2 separate regions of the Zea mays genome follow, and region 1 is linked to region 2. A link is a contact called in public Hi-C data. All regions are on one chromosome and are shown on one strand. Each heading gives the region's core, a stretch centred on a gene start, on an enhancer-like site or on the middle of the called end of the contact. The rest is flanking DNA. Distances are from core to core; before and after follow the strand shown. Region 1 holds the start of LOC100284257. Region 2 holds the start of LOC103649687.

What was found. Hi-C and Micro-C count contacts between places; a contact is called where the count stands out from the background.
Region 1: a Hi-C map of tassel shows a contact between it and region 2, with 2.9 times the contacts expected there. The contact joins the promoter of LOC100284257 here to the promoter of LOC103649687 in region 2. A contact is called at or near these places in 3 of 25 Hi-C or Micro-C datasets (bundle sheath, ear and tassel).

Annotation. Positions count from the first base shown.
Region 1 is chr3:12,006,122-12,012,991 of Zm-B73-REFERENCE-NAM-5.0, forward strand. LOC100284257 reads left to right here and starts at 3,831. Exons shown (of 5, transcript NM_001147847.1): 1 at 3,831-4,187; 2 at 4,291-4,339. The coding sequence starts at 4,023.
Region 2 is chr3:11,627,543-11,633,920 of Zm-B73-REFERENCE-NAM-5.0, forward strand. LOC103649687 reads right to left here and starts at 2,018. Exons shown (of 3, transcript XM_008675419.3): 1 at 1,447-2,018; 2 at 1,219-1,327. The coding sequence starts at 1,643.

The DNA of each region.
Region 1 (6,870 bases), core at 2,581-5,080, 380 kb after region 2:
GTCCATATATTCAAACCAATATAGGGATCATATTATATCCATTTGCATTGTCTCATTGGTTATTTAACCTCGTGTTGAACCTTTGTTCACTGATCATTATACACTATTCAAGTATGTTCATCATACTGAATTTCCTGTTCAACACTTAGCAAACTCGTTAGACCTTTAAATGTGTTGTTATCCAAATCACCAAAACTCACAAAAGGGATGAATACACTTTCAATCTCCCCCTTTTTGGTGATTGATGACAACACATTTAAAGCTTACATAAGATTTGATAAATAAGATTTTAAATCCTATGATATAGTTTCCTCCCCCTAAATATGTGCATTTCAGAAAATAACACTTTTGTACTCAAATGCCAAAAGCACATATTTAGGTCAAAGTATAGACAACTTATATCATACTATTCATAGGGTGCAGTGTGTCATAAAATAAACGTGATGCTCATGACATGGAATGCACTTATCAACTTTCTTCATCTTATGTTTTTCTTATGACTTCCCCTTTTTGTTAATTATTTCTCCCCTTTTTAAAAGTCTTCTAACACTTAGTTACATAAGACTAAAGGTAAGCTTTAATGCACAATTTCTCCCCCTTTGTCATAAATCTCCAAAAAGGATACAAAGAATATAAAGGATAGAAATTATGATTAAGCGAGATGTGAACACACTATCATGAAAGGGATCCTTAGATGGCACAAAGGTAATGGATAAGTGTCATAAGTGATGTACCTTTGTGTTTTACCTTTTCAAGGGGTTTCCAGACTTGTGTTGGATTTAGAATTCATTTGCAAGCTCTTGTTGGCATAATTGTGACATAGGTCCAAGATAGCAAATGAAGATTGTCATACTAACTGAAAGATAAATCTTGATACCTGGAGTCTAGATGTCACCTAGCATTTTCTTATCACAACAAGAGGCAACATGAAAATTGCACAAGTATGGATTATGCAACTAGTGATCATGTATGAAAAATATCAATTGAAAAACACCAATTGATACAATTTGATAGATAAATAGATCACTAATAGCATATTACACTAAGTTCTCCTCAAGTTTTAGTGCACACATATATATATGAATTCAATTGATATATGTTGAGAGTACTTATTTGAAATTTAAAGTACCATTAGCATAAAAGGAGTATCAACTGAACATAATCATGCAACATAAGGAACATGTGCACTATTTAATCAATTAAGTTCTAGACAGGAGAATCTATAAGCTATGCTACTTCAGATATTTGTAATCCAAAAAGATGTGATACATATTTACCAATTTTAGATGACGTTGGAGTAGCATATACAAGAGAAACTCATTCTCTTATGAAATGTATAGAAGTTACATTTATTGGAGCAAAGAATCTTTGATACTCATCAAAATTTGCAGTGGAAGCGATTGTCTTTGCTTGAGGATTCCTTTCTAATTTGAGACTACACACATAATAGACTTGAAAATGAAGTTAGTCTCAAAAATGCAAGGGCAGTAGGGGAGTTGCATGTAAGGAGGTTCTCGGGTTGATTTTGCTGCGATGGCGGTCAGACGAGGGATTCTTGCAAGTGCTCTTCCCATAAACTGTAGCAGGTTTTCGAAAGCTAGTGGAACTTTGTAAAGGCCTCGTAGTGGATCCCTAGCCATTCACCTCGTTAGTGTCTAAGGGTCTAGCTAACCCTGGTGACATGGGAAACACGACTTGTGGGTAAAGGGTACAACCTCTGCAGAGTGTAAAACTGGTATACTAGCCGAGCTCACGGTCATGAGCAGCTCAGGACTCTCTGATGATTAATCTATAGAACTTAAATTCAATTTATCATTTGCATTGCATGAGATTTGTTATTAATTTTGTTCTATTATTTTATTATGGTTTGATATTCACTTACACTTAGTAACTGCTAATAAAATTTTGACCAACTTATAAAAGCAATGCTCAGCTTTAACCTCTATTGTTGATCAGCCTTACACTTCATGAACTCCCACCTTTGGTGAGTTCATGTCACATTATTCCCCACAACTTGTTGAGCGATGAACATATGTGAGCTCACCCTTGCTGTCTCACACCCCCACAGGTCAAGAACAGGTACCACTAGATGAGGCGCATGGTGGATGTTGCACTGTGTTCGTGAGAGATCTAGGTCGTCGTCTCCCAGTTGACTCTCTGGCGCCAAGGATGGATTTTAGTGATCCATATCTATCATTTATTTTGTAAGTCTTCCGCTATGTAATAAGTACTCTGATTATATTGTGACATTTATCTCTATACACTCTGTTATTATATATGTTGTCTTCTTTGGCGCATGTATGAGATGCACCCGACTTTGTCCCTTAAAACCGGGTGTGACAAAGAATTAGCTTAAATAAATCAAACACAAGAGCAGAAACACAAAAGCTAATTCGTGAGGTGTTATCATTAGAACGATGACAACTTTGTGAAGCAACTGTTCCTTTTGGTACACAGAGAGAGCGATCTGGACGGCATAGATGGACACAGAGGGGTCATCAGACTTTTTAGCATTGACAAATTTGGTCCGGGATGTGTAAGATATACCTCATGAGCATATTGTCGAATAAACTCTGTGCAGTTCCTAAGTCGACATCAACTGCTGCATCGGAGGTGAGGATGACATGATGGCAGCCAATCAAGGTTGCAAAGACTGGCAAAAGGAAAGGAGACTCATCCCCACGCCCCCAACATTCAAGCATTCTAGATCTACACAGGGTATAATGAACTGATCTAGATCTGCACCTAGTGGATATGGACAAAGGACAGAGAGAGCTGTTCACACCCACGAGAGAGAATAAAAGCGGTCGCGTCAGATCCTACCATGCTTCTAGCCTGCGTTCGTCACTGTCCAAGAAGCAGCAAGAATAGAAAAAAGAAATCCTAGCAAGAAGAAGGTGCGGAAGAGGAGCTAGATTTACCCGACAAAATCACTGGGGGAGGGGTGTGCGGCGACTGGCGAAGTGGTGGCGGCGTGTCCGTGTAGGGATGGCAACGGGTACATACCCGTCGGGTAGTGTCGTTCCATACCTATACCTATCAAAAAAATTTCTACCCGTCAGGTTACCCATATATGCTCGTGGGTATAAAATCCTACCCATACCCGTACCCGTGCGGGTAATTTTACCCGTCGGATAACCCGTACCCGCTAGGAAAGTCTTAAATTCTAATATATCAATCACTCAAAACATTAAATAAACATAAAAAACAAGTCAAACTTTACATATAACAAATCATATGATTACATAACTTGGTAGCTAGACAAATGATAGCTAGAGAAGATTTTTATTTTAGCTAAGATGGACTATATTAGATGATTATAGTGGTATTGTTGCAGGTATATTCTATCCATGAGTAGATAGGTATGGGTAGTACCAACTCGTACCCGTACCCGTTTATCCAACGGGTGGAGGATCTTGCCCATTAACATACCTACGGATAGAGAAATCATCTTATACCCGCCTTTATATCGAGTAAAACCTGTCGGGTAGTCGGGCTTCAGGTATCCATTGCCATCTCTACGGCCGTGATAGAGGAGGCGAGAGGAAGAGACGATTCGGGGATAGCCGCCCGACGTCTAAAGGTCGGACGAGTTTCCACGCGTAAGTTGCGCTCAGAATGGGCCAGTATACCTTCGAGGCCGGTTTCCAAACAGGATGGAGTGATGGTCGGTGAAAATTTAGCGTATGGATTAGCGACACAGGGAAAACACCGGGTTCCGGGCGGGAAAAGCGGCTGCCAAATCAGCCCTGAGTGGGCCCGCTTCCATTTGGGCTGCTTGAATCGTCGGCTAAGGAGGTTGGGCCGAGACATCCCATCGCCGGTTCCGTCAAGCCCACGCATCATCACTCGCGCGCGGGGCCGTCCGACCGGGCTCTCCTCCCTCGTTTTACCCGCACCCGCCGCAACGCCGAGAAGACGCGAGAGGGAGGGAGGAGGTGAGCCACCGGAAGCGGAGACGTGAGCAGTCGACCAACCCCGTCGATCCGGCTGCGGCCCGGCGTGCTAGATCGCTACCGATCATGGTGGTGGAGGAGATCGCCGAGGGGGTGAAGAACCTCACCGTTACCGGAGACGCGGCGGCTTCAGGCGGAGAGGGGCAGAGGAGGGGCGGCGGCGGCAGCAGCAACCGCATCCAGGTGTCCAACACCAAGAAACCCCTCTTCTTCTACGTCAACCTCGCCAAGGTACGGCTGCCCCTCTCTCCCTACGCGCCGCATCTTTCCGTGATACTCCTGCCCACCCGCCGCTTCCGGATTCTGGCTGATTTGGTTGCTTCGGTCCGTGCAGAGGTATATGCAACAGCACGAAGATGTAGAGCTATCCGCTCTTGGAATGGGTGCGTCCCTCCTTCGTCCTTCTTTCTAACTTATTTTTGCACTATATTTATTACTGGTGAAGTTAATTTAGGCATTGTCGCTTGACATTGATGCCTCTATCCGCGAATTTGGTCTATGTTATTAAGTACGCCGATAAATATGATGTACAAGACGCAGAATGCGTCGGCGCGGCGTGTCTTCTTTTCTGTATGTTTCTCAATGCTGGATCTGTGTTGGTTATTATTGCTAAAACCTTAGCTTTTATGTCAGTTAGGGTCCCTTTGCTAGGGCTTACAAAAGGCTCTGGCTTTGGCTTCTGAAGAAATCATACCAAACGGGGTAAAAAGAAAACCGGTTTCTCACTGAAACCACCAAGGAGCCGGAGCCCAAAATATTAACTTGCACCAGCTCCTCTAAAAAATGCTCTACGAAACCCTTTTGTCAAATATCTTTCTACAAAGTGTTCTGGCTCTACCAGAGAAGTGTAAGTACCGTGTGATTGTGGCTAGGGTTCCTGAGAAATTACTGGTGAAGGGGGGGGGGGATTAGGTGAAGGATTATGGGCCTCGTTATTGGGCCTTTAGTCATTTGTACTAGTATAAATACTACCTTTTGTACTGAGACAATCATCAAATAATCAGAAATACCAGATCCACACATTTCTTACCTGTTCCAACTCACCTGGGAACTGACGCTCGCAAGAACTCACCGGAGTTCTTCTGTCAATCTGCTCACGACGAGGAAGGCGAGCGTCCTCCGTCCAGGGGCTGTGACAAGAAGCTACTCCAGGAGAGGAGCTAAATCTGATGCCATTTTAGGACCTGGAGCCCTAGCAAACTTTCCCTTAGTGTTCCTAGGCGGCATTTGCCTTGTGACACGCAGAGCACAGCTTAGAATTTGGTCTAGCAAATTGCCAGATTTATTGTCCGAGGAAAAACTTACCAAGTTTGAGTCAAGTGCTATGCAATGCATTGTTTTTTTTTGACGAAGGGGCATAGCCCCCTATTTCATTAGGAAATAGGTAAAGAGTCATTACAGACCACCATGATGGAGAGCAACCCATCACCAAAAGTAGTAACTAGTGGAACTAACCTCTACAATCTAACAAGGATATGCAAAGATCAGACTCCACTAGCACCCAACCAGAAAGCTCCACAGTTTTTAAGCCAAGCTTATTTACAAAGGCCACAGGCCAAAGGCAGTAACCCAGCTAAAACCAACCTAGATGCAACTAACCCACCAACATAACATCCAAAAGAACTTGAGCTACGATGACCACCAGAAGGAGCATGAAGTGCCAAAAGGAGTCTTCAAACAGTAATGCGACGGTCCCTCGGACACCATCCAAAGGCCCTGCTCATCGCCTCACTTGCTATCCTTCTGATAAGTTGACTTCCTTGTACCACCATCTTTTTTTTCCTTCTCTTTCTGTCGAATAACCCAAGAATCCAACCAAAAGCAACAGAGAAATATTATGTTAGCCGGGTCAAGAATAATCTTTTCACCAAAAAAACAATCATTTCTGGTTCTCCAAATAGCCCAAAACAAAGCACCACAACCAAAGATCAATAAGTTTGAAATTCTGTCTTTAGGCTTATTCATCCTAGTCAAGCTGGTCATTGGGGACTTGGTTCTCAATGTTATCAGCGCGTATGCTCCTCAAGTAGGCCTTAATGAGAACTCAAAGAGGGAGTTCTGGGAAGGCCTGGAGGACATGGTTAGTAGTGTGCCAGTTGGCGAGAAGCTCTTCATAGGAGGAGATCTCAATGGCCATGTGGGTACATCTAGCACCAGTTTCGAGGGTGTGCATGGAGGCTTCGACTTTGGGACTAGGAATCAAGAAGGAGAGGAAATCCTGAACTTTGCCCTAGCCTATGACATGTTTATAGCAAACACTTTCTTTAGGAAGAGGACATCCCACCTGGTGACCTTCAGTAGTGGCCAACACACTAGCCAGATTGATTTCGTCCTCTTGAGAAAAGAGGACAGGCATGCCTGCTTAGATTGCAAGGTTATACCTGGAGAGTGTGTGGTAACCCAACATAAGCTTGTCGTAGCTGACTTCCGTTTTAAGATTCGTTTACAACGGAATAAGCATAACAAGGTCACTAGAACAAAGTGGTGGAAGCTTAAAGGGGATGTGGCCCAAACTTTCAAGGAGAGAGTTATCGAGGAGGGCCCTTGGGCAGAAGAGGGAGACTCAAATATCATGTGGAGGAAGATGGCGATGTGCATCCGAAAGATAGCTTCAGAAGAGTTTGGGCTGAGTCAAGGAAACAGAAGGGAAGTTAAAGACACTTGGTGGTGGAACGAAGATGTCCAAAAGGCTATCAAGGAGAAGAAAGATTGCTACAAACGCTTACATCATGACAAGTGTGCAGAAAACATAGAGAAGTATAGGATAGCGAAGAAGTCTGCAAAGCGAGCGGTTAGTAGAGCCCGGGGTCAAGCCTTTGACAACCTTTATCAACGGTTGGACACAAAGCAGGGAGAAAAGGATATCTATAGGATGGCCAAGATTCGTGAAAGGAAGACAAGGGATGTCAACCAA
Region 2 (6,378 bases), core at 768-3,267:
AATATATCAGAGTAATTTTTGAGTTTCAAAAAGTATGGACTGAACTTTGATCTATATTTTTTATTCTGTAATTTTTAAAACCCAAATAGATCGAATCAATTTCTAGTGACATTGAAGGGATCAATATTGATATTGGTGGCATTGGAGGAATTTTCTTCAAATGGAACTAATGGTGTTAGCTTCGAACTAAAGACGATAGCATTCAAAGGATTAAAATTTAAATTTAATGACATTGAAGCAAAGCTATAAATTTTTATGATATTGAAGAGATTAGTATAAGTTTGGATGGGATTAAAGGAATTTTCTCTAGTAATTTTATATAACTATATTCTATTGCAGATGAGGAGCAGCCGTGGATCTCGCTGAGCACAGAAAAATGGAGGCACGAACATGCAGATTAAAAGCTAATTAACTAATTCGATCGGCCGATTCCCCCAATCGCCAGTGTCAACGACTTAGGAGTATACCTATTTTTTTCCCCAAATTCCTCTTACTATACTTCAGATCAGAGGTTCGATCGCAAGGAATAATTCTCGGTAGGTCACTGTAATTTTGTCCGGTACATTATTCGTTATTACCAATGTTCTAATCTTTTAAATATTTCTCTATTATATAAAACATCAGTTTTATGGTTAAATCGGTCGATGTGTATTTATCACCCTTCTCACTTTATACAAAATAAGATAAAATTATGCACAAAATAAGGGCTTCAGATCTTGGTTGATAGCTGCGTGGCTCCATATTCACATCCACCTAAGCAACACAATATACATATTTTTGTATTTTATTAAAAAAAGTCTACTCATATGATATATATTAAGTTACATACACTAATCAGTTAAAGCTAAAAGTTTAAACTAATTGGAGGAGTTGGATAATTCATTTATATTATATTCTAACACTTTCCTCTCACGTCGAGTCTTTTTTAGGTCTCTGACGTGGAATATAGCAGCGAGCAACAATTATTTTATTTAATTGTGGTAACTAGAATTTAAACTCGAGATTTATAGTTCTGATATCATATTAAGTTACACGCACTAATCAATTTAATTCAAAAACTTAAGTTGATAGAAGGAGTTGAATTTGCTTATATAGGGTAACTGATTAGTATTTATATAGATACACGACTAGTCGGTGTGGATGGGTAGGCACTATTGCAGGACAGCAAACGATCTGGATCTAGCTTGAAGACGTGGTGTGGCAAGCACTCCTGCATACCTGAAAGGAGACGTGGTTGTCCTTGGGGTTGATCTCCGTCTTCTTGGGGGGCATGCTCGCCGGATCCTCGGCTTGCAGGAGATGAATGCCTATGCCGTAGTTGAACAGCCTGCGCAGTAGAATGAGTTGTTGAACATGCAGGTCATGCAGTATGATTACATGATTGTTAGCTAGCTTGACAATAAAGGCATCGTCAGTGATATAGCTGTGTGCAGTCGAATGCCGTACCATGCGCCGTCGAAGTCGAAGGAGCCCGGGCGGCGGATGGGGGCGAAGCCGAGGACGTCGCGGTAGAAGCGGAGGGAGCTCTCGAGGCACCGGCACACCACGGAGATGTGGTTCAGCGCCGCCAGCGGCAACGACCCGGCGGCGGCGGCGGCGGCGGCGGCGTGCTGCACCGGCTCGACGCCCTTGCTGCTCACCATATCTTGTTCCGACGAACGAACGTTCTAGTCGTCTTCGATGGGCGTGCTGTTGGCCTGGCCTGTAGCTGCTTAGTCGTTTGCTTATTGTTCCGCCGGCGGTTTAATTCTACTATTCACCGCGCCGCCGCACAATGCAGATCGAGCCGGGACGACGACGCGTCAGAAGCTGTCTTTGCTTGCTGAATATATGAAGGGAGATGGACGACGTGCGGAGGTGGCTGGCGAGCTAGGCCGGAGACGCGACGGGACGGTGGTGCGTGTGGCTGCTAGCTGGAGGTGAACGAAGGAAAGGGACGATGACGCTGGAGACGGAGAGGATGCAGCACTAGAGCTAGCTATGCATATGCTGTTGTGCGTTGTGGAGGTTGCCGCGGCGCGCGGCCGGGGGCTCTTATAAAGAGCGTACGCCGTGTGGGGGGCGCCGACAGCGATACCCAGCCTTGAGCTCGATGTGGAGCAGTGGCGAAGTGCCGGTTGCCGCACCATGCGGCCAGCTCGAATGCGGACCATGTGGAGCAGCTCGAATGCTCACCGTGTGATACACACACATCACGGGCAGGCAGCCACGCCCACTGCCCCGCTAATCGATGGCATCTACTTCACGCGGTCGAGGAGCCAGCCAGTCCATGTCACGCACATGCACATATATTTTGTGCACGTTTTTCAGCCTGCCTACTCTAGTTAAAAGTTAAAACCCATTGTTAACATGGGAAGAGGTCCGAATCACACACAGCACACATTCATAGTCACCACAATCTTAGACACATCGAGAAACGTAGCAAACCGATAAAACCAATCCAAACAAGTCTTAGAAAGATCCACCGAAGGAGCGCATATAGAGGTTGTCTCAAAATCAACAAATCCATCCAGAACGTCACCAAATATCCTTGGAATAAGTGATGAACAACAAGATAGAAAGAAAAAAAGAAAGATAAAAATGATAGTAAATGTATTCGTGATCGTTTGAATATTAAATACCTTAATTTTCTGTGATGCTCTCTAGGTGATAGCACCTTGAAATGGCTTAACAAAAATCGTGTTTGTTAAGTTATTTCAAGTGGGTAATCATTCCACTAGGGTGACGAATAGTGTTACCCTATAAATCATGAATGGTTTAATGATTACCGTTCTCTCCAGAGTGTAATCAGATCTTGATTTGTCTTCGTCTCCCCTCGAACCTGCGCCCGACGGCTCATCCTTCGCCTGTGGCCTCGACCCTACGGCTCCAACTTCGTTGGTGGAGTACCGGGAGCAACTCCACCAATGTGTCGGCGGTTAGCTCGCTCGTTGCTCTATGCCTCCATTCCATGCTGGCGATGTCCTATAGGTTACAATTATCTACTTGCTCGCTCATCCCAATCTCTCTCACACAACCCTTTCTCCTACCCCAAATCCGATTGCAATCACAACCTTTGAATGCCTCTCCGCCCATGCATGGGAAGCCATCGATGTGATCTAGAATCTCTAGCACACCAGAGAATTGACAATGTATTCTCTCTAAAGATTGCTTCTAGCTTTGCCCATTAATGTTACCAAAAGTGAAACATACAAAGTCTGTATTCCGATCCTTTATTAACGTTACCATCCTATTCTAGTTATGTTCGTGCCCGTGTTACCATTCCTGATCCAAACATTATCTTACAGTTCGAAAAAATAGACGAATAAGTAGATAATATGACAAGCAAAGGCAAAGTGAATAATTGTGTCTGATTATATACTTATTTTGTACCAAATCATGTTTTTATCACGTTTGTTGTACAAATGCGCATTGAATTGACATATATTCTAGATTTTGTGTTTTATCTGTTGCTTATTTGTACTATCATTATGTGACCCATTATGGATTACTTAGGATGGCTTCAACGGGCTAGCCAAAGCGGCAACCAAAGCCAATATGGTTGGCATAGTTGAAAGCTCCCTTGTGGGTTTTGGTGTTTTGGATGACACCACAATTAAAGGTATAACCAGGGTGTTATGTATTGAGTAGGTGCTAAGTGAAAAGACTAAGAAGTTCAACACATGGACACAGATGTGATGATCCACACAAGTTGAGATGACTATGGTCTATGGACATCACAAGTAAAGTTGAAGGATGGTCAATGACTATGTGGAACTCAATGTGCATAACTTGGAGACGACCGATCGAACTGGGGACGAAGGCAAGAACTTCGAGGAACTGAGTGCGCAGGAGAAGGTCAAGAAGACCGAGGTACCTAAAGACAAGGGTGAAGAAGATGGCTTGCAAGAAGTCAAGGTTGGTAAAGCTGAGAAGAGCTGTCGGAGAAAAGATCCCTAGGCCCCTGGGGCCCACTAGTCAGCAAAAGGACAAGGGAAAGGTCTACCCCGGTAGCACCCACCCCCAGATAGTCCCGAGGCCCCGAGCCTAGGATCGAGCGAGGCAGAGCCAAAGGGGGCGAGAGAATTGAGGGGAAGCCACTAGTGTGGATTCCGCGCCTTATCTAAGACTAAACCGTCGTAAGTGACCGACCACATTAGCTACTCCTTGCACTGAGCCACCATGGGAGAGTCGATCCTCTTCCCACTCATGAACTATGGGTCCTTAGACCTACGGCCACTCATGACCTATCAAACCTAGGCCTGGGTGCACTGGCTGTCTATAGGATCCGCAAGATGATGAGCATGCTGAGAGCATGAGACCTAGGCTATGGAGGCCAAGGGTCGGCGTGGTGCAGAGGCGATAATAATGGTGCCAGAGCTCTTCGCCACCCACACCACTAGTCTTAAACAGTGCGACCAGAGAAGCCTAGACAGCCGAGGCACATGCCGACAAGCCTGACTTTACCGAGGTAGAATGCTCCGTTTTACCACGATGTAGTAGCTCCTTCTTTAAGAAGCTACCAGTAGATGACCCCCACCTTGGCCTATAGAAGGGGGAGGGTCAGCCGAGAGAGACAACCAACACTCACACGAGAGGCGGAGATACGCACGCAACACACATAGACGGACAAACGACCACACGTCAGAGAACTACAGAGGCCAAAACCAAGGAGCACGCCGCCTCGACGCCCAAGGCTTAGTTTGGTTGAGAGCACAAGATTTGTAGTCCTTAGGCCATACCATGAACAAGAGACTTGGGAGCCTCCTCCCTCTCTCGCTCACTTGTAACACCTACTACGAGCATTGAGCAACAAAGGTGTCGATAGCGTGAGCCGCCAAAGACTGGATGTAGGGACGTTCTGCCTAAACCAATAAAAATCTCGTGCCCACTGAGCACACCATCCGAACCCCGAAACACGCATAGAACAAATATTTTTTGGAGCTCGTTCAAAACACCGACAAGTGTCCTATGCATCGAGGATCACAACATAAGGACATGACTTGGAACCATCAAGGTATTTCTTAGGATTTATGGTTCAAGTCATAAGGCTCAAGATTCTAGCTCAATAAGTAGGACATGGTCACAATAAGGTGGAGAAGTATCAATGTCAGAACCTAGAAGTGAACCAAAAGATCTAAGTACACTTTTCCTTTTAGTTTGGGTCATCTTGTGTTTGGAAATGTTCTATGTGACCATTGTAGGGTGTTGGAGCTCATGTATTGCTTTAGTGATCAAGTCAAGTTGACTTGAGGCTTTGAAGTCCAATCCTGACCTCAAACATGCCAAAAGGAGCAAAACATGAAAAATGTTAAGTATGCATGGGTTGAGTGATTGAATATGTTGCATACACCTTTTACTATGCATTTGGCACTTTTGTTTGATCTCTAACTTGGTTTGTGGAGAAAGTGACATTCGGGGCTCCGTTTAAGGAGAAACATAGAAGTTAAGAAGAGGATGTGAAAGAGGTAAGTTTCTAAGACTTAGCCAATTAGATTATACTCTAATCATGTGTCTAAGTCATAGAAAAGTCCTCCAAAAAGTTCAAGTGCAATAGAGAAAGATTGGAGAAGAATGGACTCACTACAACATGTCTAGGCGCACCAGACCGTCTACTGTGAGGGTCCGGTGGCGCACCGGACCAGCTGAGCAATGGGCTAGCAGTAGGCCTTTAGCGGACTAGTGCACCAAACCTAGTCCATGTGCACCAGACCGCCTCTAAGAAGGAACTTTGAGGCTTCACGGTTTTATTTTTAAAATCACTAGACCATGAACAATGATGGTCCAGTGCACTAGACCGCCTCAGCTCAATGGCTACTTTGTGGGCGCACGGGCTATCGCAATGGCTGCTGACATGGCCTCGATCTAGTGGTGCAACAGACCGGTCTGGTGGTCATCTAGAGATAGAAACAACCAATCAGATCATGCGGAAGCAGGCGACCGTTGGAGGTCTGGTGTGCATCGAACCGATTCGGTGCCCCTAGCGCAGATCACTTTCCCTGATTTGTTTTCAACGACCATTTGGGCTCTGGAGGCTTGAGAGCACCTAGAGGGAGGGGGGTGAATAGGTGATCCTATAAAAACTTGAAACTTAATGCCACAAAACTTGATTAGGAGTTAGCACAATAAAGCCAAGTGGCAAGAGAGGATTGCAAGACACGATAACCACAAGAAGATCAACACAGATAGACACAGTGGTTTATCCCGTGGTTCGGCCAAGTCCAACACTTGTCTACTCCACATTGTGGCGTCCCAACGGACAAGGGTTGCAATCAACCCCTCTCAAGCGGTCCAAAGACCCACTTGAATACCACTGTGTTTTGCTTTGTTTCACTATATCCCGCTTGCGAGGAATCTCCACAACTTGGAGCCTCTCGCCCTTACAATTTGATGTTCACA